Linked DNA regions of Mus musculus: region 2 is linked to region 1. The links are chromatin contacts, called in public Hi-C maps. All regions are on one chromosome and are shown on one strand. The core of a region is the stretch at or near the end of the contact, and the rest is flanking DNA. Distances in the headings are between cores, read along the strand shown.

The links. A called contact is a pair of places that touch in the nucleus more often than the background predicts.
Region 2: a Hi-C map of liver shows a contact between it and region 1, with 2.1 times the contacts expected there. The contact joins two enhancer-like sites. A contact is called at or near these places in 1 of 15 datasets of contacts at CTCF or cohesin (the NIH/3T3 cell line), 3 of 484 Hi-C or Micro-C datasets (granulocyte-monocyte progenitors, liver and nephron progenitors), 3 of 115 datasets of contacts at active chromatin or transcription factors (embryonic basal ganglia, embryonic stem cells and fibro-adipogenic progenitors) and 1 of 9 other capture datasets (adipose tissue).

Annotation. Positions count from the first base shown.
Region 1 is chr12:99,230,807-99,235,432 of GRCm38.p6, forward strand. The region is part of intron 4 of Foxn3 (forkhead box N3); the gene reads right to left. Among named protein-coding and RNA genes, the nearest start is that of 4930474N09Rik, 70 kb to the left of the region's middle. Within about 2 kb of position 2,730, at least 37 of the 459 cell types and tissues checked have an H3K27ac peak or open chromatin away from gene starts, as enhancers often do. A contact at or near this core is called in liver, where this site is marked.
Region 2 is chr12:99,416,309-99,420,934 of GRCm38.p6, forward strand. All of the region lies in intron 1 of Foxn3 (forkhead box N3), which reads right to left. Among named protein-coding and RNA genes, the nearest start is that of Gm51999, 26 kb to the left of the region's middle. Within about 2 kb of position 2,618, at least 19 of the 459 cell types and tissues checked have an H3K27ac peak or open chromatin away from gene starts, as enhancers often do. A contact at or near this core is called in liver, where this site is marked.

The DNA.
Region 1 (4,626 bases), core at 1,480-3,979:
TGATCACCCGGGTTTGCATCCCGGGAGTGCACGCAGACGGCCATCTGCTGCAGGGCACTTCTGTAAACTGTGCGCTCCCATGGAGATATGGGAGGTAGAGGCAGGATAACTAGCCTGGGTCAGCCTTCCTGGCTTATGTGGCATAAACAGGAGAAACCCAGCCTCAACTGCAGCATTGTCCTCTGACAACTGCACCATGCCATGCACACATGGACTCATGTGCACAGTAAATAGGTGATAACAGCAACAGCAAGAGCTGTACTTAGCGGTCAAAATGGATTATGTTTTAAAAGTAAAACAGGATATGCCTTTAGTCCCTGCACTCAAAAGGCAGGAGGCAGGAGGCAAGGGGGCAGGGGGCAGAGGGCAGAGGGCAGGGGTCAGGAGGCAGGTAGATCTCTGAGCTAGAGGCCAGCCTGGTCTATCTAGAGATTTCTAGGACAGCCATAACTACACAGAGAAACCCTGTCTCAAACAAAACAAAAAACAAAAACCCCACAAATATAAATAAAAATTAAACACACACACACACACACACACACACACCATAAACATAAGCTGAGTGTGGCAGTACTCTTGTGACACCCCAGCACTCTGGTTTAGGGGCTCAGGGCATCCTTGGCTAAATAGGGAGCTGTGTGCCAGCGTGGGCTACACAAGAACCCGTCACACACAGACAACCGAATCCGAGGAACTTGGAGAATTGGCTCAAGTTCAGGGGCAGCCCGGGTTAGTCCTACTCAGCAAGATTTAGAAGTAAAAAGGGGACGGGAGGGGGTGATTTTTAATTTTATTCTCCAAAGAAACTGTCCATTTGGGGCTGCAGAACACAATAGCTTTTTTTTTTTTTTTTTTTTTTTTTTGCATTTCTCCACAATGTCTAGCTGCCTATTTTCTCTAAGCACTTTGCAAAAACAAACAAAAAGGATAGCTAATGAATCCAATGTGGATTTCATTACTGATTCCATTTCTCACTCACACACACACACACACACTCACACTTGGGGTGGGGAAGATGGCTTGGCTGGCTTGGCTGGTTTGCCTTGATCCTGGTGACTGACTGGAGTTGGATCTCTAGGACTCACCTACTGGGGGAGAAGTAACTCCAAGTTTCTTCTGACCTCCACTTGGGCCTTGTACACACAGGTAAAGAAATTCTTTTTAAGATGTTAATTTATTTGATTCGTTTTAAAAATAGCAATACTTTCTATTATATAGTGTCTCATAAAACCAACGGACACCACTGTACATCAAACATTGTATTAGAGCCCAAACTGGGAGCAATCTCAGAGATTAAACTTCTGAGGACGCTCAATGCTTACTTCCACCAGGTCATCTGGGACACACTCACTAAGGTGGCAGAAGAGAGCTCACTCAGTCCTTCACAGCAGGCAGCTGTAGAGCCTGTCCTCCCCCCTCCCCTCAGGAGCTGGACCCTCCCCCCCCCTCTATTTCTCATTAGCATCTATGAAGAGCCAAACAGAGGCAGCTCCTGTGTGAAGAAGGGGCAAACCTGAATGTGGAGGCCAAGAGGATAGGGAAGGAGGGACCTGGGTCAGGAGTTCAGTCCATAAAGGGCTTACTGGGAGCTGCTTGAGGTGTGTATTTCTGGGAAGGATCTGGAAGTTTTATGGGACTCTATGAGAGGCGCGGATACAGAAAGGAGCTGGATTGAGACCCGTTGGGCAGAGGCCTCCCTCTGGAGCGTCAGTACAAGAGAACGGCATATCCTCCTCCTTGGTGACAGAAAACAGGGTCCCAAGGTCTCGGGTGCTTGTGAAACTTTCACATGCACTAACGTGCAGTGTGGTTTTTGACTAAGAGTTTGTAACTACCCAACACAACCCTAACACGTTTGTTATTGAGAAACAGAGATGGTTCTGGACTGGAGAGAACGCTCAGTCAGCAGAGTGCTTGCCAAAGAAGCAGGACCTGAGGTTAGGAATCTAGAGCCCAGGCAGAAGGCTGGGCGTGGGGGCATGTATGACCCTATCTGTGGTGAGAGGCAGGTAGAGCCCTAAGGCCGGTCCAGCCAAAACAGTTCAGTGAGAAACTGTCAAAACAAGCAAACAAAAAAGGTGGAAAGACACCAGGGGAAGCTGGCATGGGCCTCTGGGTTCCACATGTATGTGCACACATGAGCAGCTACAGGCACACGCGCTCGCACCTATGCCAGCAAGTGTATGCAGCACACGCATACACGCATACACACACACACATGGTACTGTTATTACCATATTGTACATGTTGTTACCATGTGTTGAGCTTTTTCCAGGGATCCCTGAAGATTTAAAACAAAACGAAACGAAACCAAAAAAAAACCTAAGTCCCTTAGGGGCAGCATGCAAACAAAACTATGGAGAACACATCTCAAGAAGTTAGGAAACTGTTAAAGATGAAGAAATACATCAGCGTATATTCTCTGCGATGATATCTTCCTGATTATCCAACAACAGGTCCCGGCAGGTTACCCAGCCTAAATGGCCTCTATTGCCTTATCTGCTAAATGAGAAAATTTCCTTATCTGCAGCCAGGGGTTGGTTGTGTGAATCTCCAAAGTAGATGCACTATCTTCTAGGTTACAGCCTCTAGCCTATCTTAGAAAGGACAAGGTTTGGTACCTATAAGTTTGCTGGAGACAGGCCCCTGCCTCCTCTACCCAATACAGGATCCCTCCTGGCCAGGCTGGGAGGACTGCCCTTTCTGGGCCTTCTGCTTTGACTAATCTCTTCATGTCTCTCTGCTCTGCTGCCCAGACAACTCCACAGCAAACAAGAGCCCGGGCTTCCACCAGCCAGCTCCAAGCTGGGAACCTGCCTAGTTTGTGAGCTTTGGGGCAGAAGGAGAATGCAGACAGCAGCTTTAGTGAGAGTCTTCTCTCAGTTACGGCTGTGAAGGTGGGGATTGTTAAGGGGTTCTCTGGCAGGCCCTTCACCCTGACCCACCCACCCAGGTCTCCCTTGCACTGTACTTGCCTGGGGAGGTGGGTGGATCTGACAGGAGGCAACCATATTTTCTGTACTTTGCCCCCTTCTCAGCCTGGTGGGAACTAAATCAGGTGAATGAACACCTTCTAGCAACATAGGGTATTTTCTTAAAAGAAGAAATACAGGCTACAGCCAGCTCCTCAGGAGCCATACGGCTCCATTCTCTGATGTGTACCACAGGGCCAGAGTTCTGAATGAATTCCTGGGTAAAGAAGCCAAGTCCCTTGAAGAGAGGAGAATTAAGAGAAATAGCCTGGACAAATACTGTATGTCTTCCTTCACATGCAGAACATAGGTTTTATATACACATGCATCCACACTCACTCTATAAATAGATAAGGAGGGACTTGGGGACAGAAAGGGACTGGCAGGACAGGGAGGCGGGGAACTGGAAAGGATAAGAAAGGGCAAATGTGGCCACTGTTCACGATAGACTGGAATGAAAACATCTTCATGGACTTGCTTGCCTAGCATGTACAAAGTCCTGCGTTCCATCCCTAGCACAATACAAGCCAGAAGCAGGGGGATCAGGAGTTCAAGGTCATCCCTGGCTATGTAGGGGGGGGGGGGGTTCCAAGTCAGCCTAGGCTACCTTAGACTAGAAACAAATAAACAAAAAAATGAGTCAGCGGGCCTTTATGAAACCAATCACTTTTGTAGTAAACAGAGTCAACAGAAGTTGCCAGGACATGTTGGCAAAAAGTGGGCAGACCTGTGGGAGCTTATTTTGCAAGGCGTCTAAATCAGATAAAAATCGGATTGGCTGCCTCATTACGCAATTAAACCCTAGTCAGCAACGGGCAGGGTCTTCTGTCTTTCAAAATCCAAACGAGTTACCCAAGCTTTCATTAAGTACAGTTCAGAGACTCTATTGGGGGAAGGCATCCAATTTTTCTTGTCTGAGTTAAGACTTTTAAAAAGGTGGAAAAAATGCTGCTGTGTGAATCTGAGAGCTAGTCTTCATAAAATAACCACAGTTCCTTGTCCTCTTCCAAATACCTTTTTGCGTCGCTTTTCAGAGTTAGATTTTGGGGGTGGGAGGCAGGGCAGAAAGCCAGAGTGCTGTCCCAGTGAGCAGCCCAATGGTACCATTTCATGTCTGATTGCTGACTTCCCAAAGCAGAGCCATTTGCACTGTTGTATCAAAGGCTTCCACTACATAAAATGTCATTTCTATATTAATTTTATGCCCTTGAGGCAGAACATATACGACTAGGACTGAGTGTTACCCACTGGAAGAAAGGAGGAAGCTTTAGCTAGGTTTAGGATTCAGGGGAAAGCAGGACAGGGCACAAGGGTATCCAGGTACTCTGGACTTCAGATGGAATTTTGGTTTTTCTTTGCACTCATGAGAAGGTAAAAGGGGGTGAAGAAAAAGGAGACAGAGACAAACAGACAGACAGATGGATGGGTAATGACCTGTGCATGCATTTGTGCATGCGTGTGTGTCTGCCCTGTGACTGGTGTGTCTGTCTGTCTGTCTCTCCTGTGACTTGTGCGTGCGCGCACATGTCTGTCTGTCTGTCTGTCTGTCTGTCTGTCCTGTGACTGGTGGTGATGCATGGCTGACATCTGAAGAATGAGATGGCTTTGTTGCCTTACTGTGTTAACTGCTGGGCCTATGTGGGCTGAGGAGGAA
Region 2 (4,626 bases), core at 1,368-3,867, 190 kb after region 1:
TCATAGGCCCTGTGGGAGATTTCCTCAGAAAACACAAGAGGGACAAGCGTTTGAGACCTTGGAACGGTGAGCTGGCAGACCCAGGCCGCTGTTCATTCCTGGAGGAGATTTGGGCATCCCTCTGCCCTCTCTCCCTGACACCCATTCAAAACCTCCCAGGTTTAATGAAGCATTGGGTCAAGAACTAGGGTTTCATAGCTGTCCTTTGCTTCCAAGAATGTTACTCTCTTAATATTGTCTCACATTCTGTATTTAGTGTATGGATGTAGGTGTGTGTGTATCCCTACACATGCAGGTTAGAGAACAACTTGCTAAAGTCGGGTCTGTCCTTCTATCATGGGATCAAGCTCAGGTCAGATGGCTTGGCAGCAAGCACCTTTATCCCTTGAACCATCTCACTGACCCAGTAATTCACTCTTCTATTACAACATCACAATGGTCATCCTGGGATACTTGAAAACCACAAATGAAGGAGGAGGAGGAGGAGGAGGAGGAGGAGGAGGAGGAGGAGGAGGAGGAGGAGGGGGAGGAGAAGGCGGCTGTGGCAGTGGTGGTAGCAGCAGCAGTGATGGGGACGAAAAGGGATAGTCGTGTTCTATCACTCAGAGTCTCTGCCTCCCTGGTAGGGATTCAAATTTCCTAGATTTTTTTCTGCACTTGACCTGATATCAGAGCACAGTCCTGACGTGCCTGCTTCGCTCTGCTTCCCACTGTACAGAATCTGCTTCTATGACAAAACTCTGAGCTCTGAGAGGCCTCAGACTGCATCGGTCTTAATGGTACCATACACTTCCTGCCTACTCTCTACCTACCCACACAGTAGGACTTCAAGGAACAGTTCCACAGTGAGTATCCATTGTACGGTGTCATAAGCTATAACTGATGATTTGGTCTCTCCCTCAAGTGGGTACTTAAGTTAGCTCCAGTTTTCTCTGCTGTCAACACACTCAGATGAATAACCATATTCCCACATAGAGAGACCATCATTTCCTTGTAATGAATCCTAAAGAGGAATTGCTAGGCTGATGAGTATTCACAGGTGTAATGGTTAGTCTTAGCTGTCGACTTGACAGAATCTAAAATCTGAAGCGTCTCAATGTGGAACTGCCTGGATTGTGAGTATAGGGCTGAGGGGTTGTCTTGATCATTAAAGGATATGGGAAGCAGACAGCACTAGTCCTCGGTTTGGGGCACTGTATCAGAACAGAGAAACTAAAGTGAGCATAAGCATGCGCTCGTTTTTATTTCTCTGCCCTTGTTTGTGGGTGTGATGTGGAGGGCAGTCGCATCCTCAGAGTGATGGATACAACCTGGCTTTGGAGCTGAAAGGAACCCTTTCTTCCCTAAGTTACTTTGTGTCAGAGTAATTCATCACAGCGGCAGAAACAAAACTCAAAAAAATAAGTAAGGCCTTGGAAACCTGACTTTCTGGGGATTCTTTGAAATGTTACCCTCATCCATATCCCTGCACAAGTGATATACCATGGCAGAAAGCCTAGAGTTCTCTGGGAGTTTGTGAGTTATGGGAAGATAGTAACATCTTCCCGTGGGCATTGTAGTGATGAACCAAGACCCGGACTTGAAGCTCACTCTGATATGGAACAATCCCAGGTCTACGAAGTGCCTTCACCTGCCTTCCTCCCTTTGCTCTTTGTTGCACAATACTGGGTGACACCTAATATAGCCACGAGGAGAATTACCAACGCCCACCTTCCAAATGCGACGCACTAGGAAACGCACCCCCCACGCCCCATGAGCCTGCTAGGTTCAGCAGTTACATTTTTCTCTACAAACAGCAGCCCACGCCAAATCTGTGCCTCTCTGGCATTGAGTCTGTTTTGTTTGACTTGTCTATAAATATCTGTACTTCAAAGTCAATGTCCATAGTAAATTCTTCATGCCTTTTTTTTAAACATGCATACATTAAGTATACATTGTTAGCATCAAACCCCACATGTCTTACGTTTGCTCCTTTGAAAGGAATTGTTCTTCCTAACACTCTACCAGAAAGCTAAATTCTAAATGAGCACATACGTTGGATTTTCCCTGTAGGTCAGGAAATCACTGGGAAGCAACTGAGGCACATCCATCTCACCTTGTACACCACACCACACCACACCCCAAAGCATTCTTGATAGGATCTAATGAGTTTGCATCTCCTCCCCTCCTTCTCCTCACAAGGCTGAGTTGGGCGCCCAGGGAAACCACTAGCTTGTCTCAAAAGCCTTGGCAGACATGGCAAGAGATACAAAATTACTCAAGTCCTTTGCAGAAGAAAGCCTGAGCTCAAATCCTGTCTCTGTCCTCAAATGACTTTGTCAAGGCCATCCTCTGGGTTTCCATTTCTCAGTCCCCGGTGTTCCCTGTGCTGTGTGCTCTGCCAGAAACACAAGGAGCTGGGTCATAAAGAGACCACGTTCAATGTCCTCCTCTGTCAGCACCCCTGCTTTCTTGCCTCACGGGTAAGATTGGGTTTGGGGGATTTTGTTTCTTTCTTTGTTTCTTCCAGAAACTCATTTTGTAGACCAGGCTGGCCTGGGAACTCTGAGATCCACCTGCCTTTGCCTCCTGAGTGCCACTGGGATTAAAAACGTGCACCACTTCTGCCCTGTCAGACTCTGTTTTCCTAACCAGATCTTCTCTGCACCTGTTTCCTATGGCAACGTTATCAGAACAGCTCCTAACCTTTGAACCCTGCATTTAAAAAAAAAAAAATCCACATGCCTCTTTAAAATTAATCAATATTATTCTTTTTTATTCATATTACAACCCAATTGCAGTCCCCCTTATTAATTATTAACTTCCTATCCTTTTCCTATATATACACACAACACAAAGGTCCCAATTCTTTCTTGGACTCAAAACAAACTCTAGATCTCTAATAGCTCAAGGAACACAAATCTTGAAGTCCTTGATCACAGTCACCCATAAAAGTCTGCAGTAAAATCTGGCATCACCAGCAAATCCGTAAGAGGACCAGAAAATCACAGGATTAGCACAGAAGTTCCTAAGTCCACACTTCAAGGTTTTCTTGTGATAGGAACAAGACAATTTGAGAGGAAAATGCCACCACATTCATGGGGGCAGAAGGCCAATTTCTAGGACATTCTGTATTCTCCTTTGGAGAAGTAGCTGGAGAGCTTGCAAGATCCACACAGTCCACATGCATTCAAGTTAGCCGACACACTTCAGGGGGGTCAGGGTGGGGATCCTGAGAGCCCAGCAGGGCAAGTAAGAAGAGTTCCTCATGGCAACCTCAAAGAGCTCATAGGGAGTGCCAAATATTTCACCCAGGTGGATCTAAAGGTCAGATTGACAGGTGGTGGAGGAGGTGTGTGTGTGGGGGGGGGGGGGCATGACATACAGAGGTAGGAACCTGTGGCTAGCAAGAGAACACACCATAAAACCAACTCAAGGGCATCTCTGTCAGAGAAGCACACACGGGCACACATATCCTATGATGTGAGACAGACAACAGGAAGGGAAAGAGAACAAGGAGCCACTGCCACTGTCCTCTCAAGAGCCTGTCTTGCTACTTCCTATTTGGTCCTTAAAAAAAAAAATCATTCACTCATCCAGGTGTGTGCTTGCATATAGAGTTAGAGTATAACTCGCTAGCTGGAGTCTACTCTGTCTTTCCATCATGTGTTGAACTCGGGTTGTCAGGCCCTTGGTCCTAGCCTTCACTCTAGGAGCTGAGCCAATGGCCTGTGTCCACTTCTTCAGGGAAACAATTCTGAATACAGGTCAGGTGGTAGGGTCGCCCCTCAACCCTGACCTCCCCACTTACAGATTTCTGAACCACAGGACTCGTAACAAGGTACCCAAGGTAGCAGTAGAGTTCTCTCCCTCTGTTCCCAACTACAGAAGTTCCAGGACAAACTTAATGTCACCTATACTAAGTCTGCCTTAAACCACTGGAGTCCTGTGTGATCCCCAGAGATACACGCTGGACCTCTGTATATTTAACATGGACAAGGAGAGAGAGCTTTTCTCTACAGTCTCTTCCAGATCAGAAAATTACAGTCTTCGCTTCAGCTCCTTAAATCTATGTTCATTGAGACTTTGGGATAACGTTCAAGGCTCACTGGTTACACTCATATGGGATGTGGGTCAAGCCAGGGACGTTCCCAAGGGCTGGCCTTTGCTTCCTAGGTATCCATGGAACATGGCCAGCAAGCAGCATTCTCCCAACATTAATTTAAAAAAAAAAAAAAAAAAAAAAAAAAAAAAAAAAAAGGCAGGCTCAGGTTCTCTGCCCGCAATCAGTGAGCCACACTGGGTGAAGACTGTGGGACTCTGCAATCAGAGACATCAAACGGACCCAGAAGGGCTAGCACAAGGAAGAAATGCAAGTTTTCATAGAAATCCAAATACCTAGTCCATTTCCAGCCGCTTCTTAAAAACTGAGGCGAGGATGAAGGGGAAGTCTATAGACATGGGGGGCAGGTCACTCAGTTCTATCTGCTGAGTCCTACCCTGGGTGGTCTCTGACATTAACTAGTCACCCCTGGTAAGGCTAACCTAGTGTTACGACCTGATGCTTGGAATATCCGCCTCACTGGCAGGAAAAGTAATTTTCTTTGGTGGATCCTACGCCTAAATAGGATGACTGGCCAGGGGTAC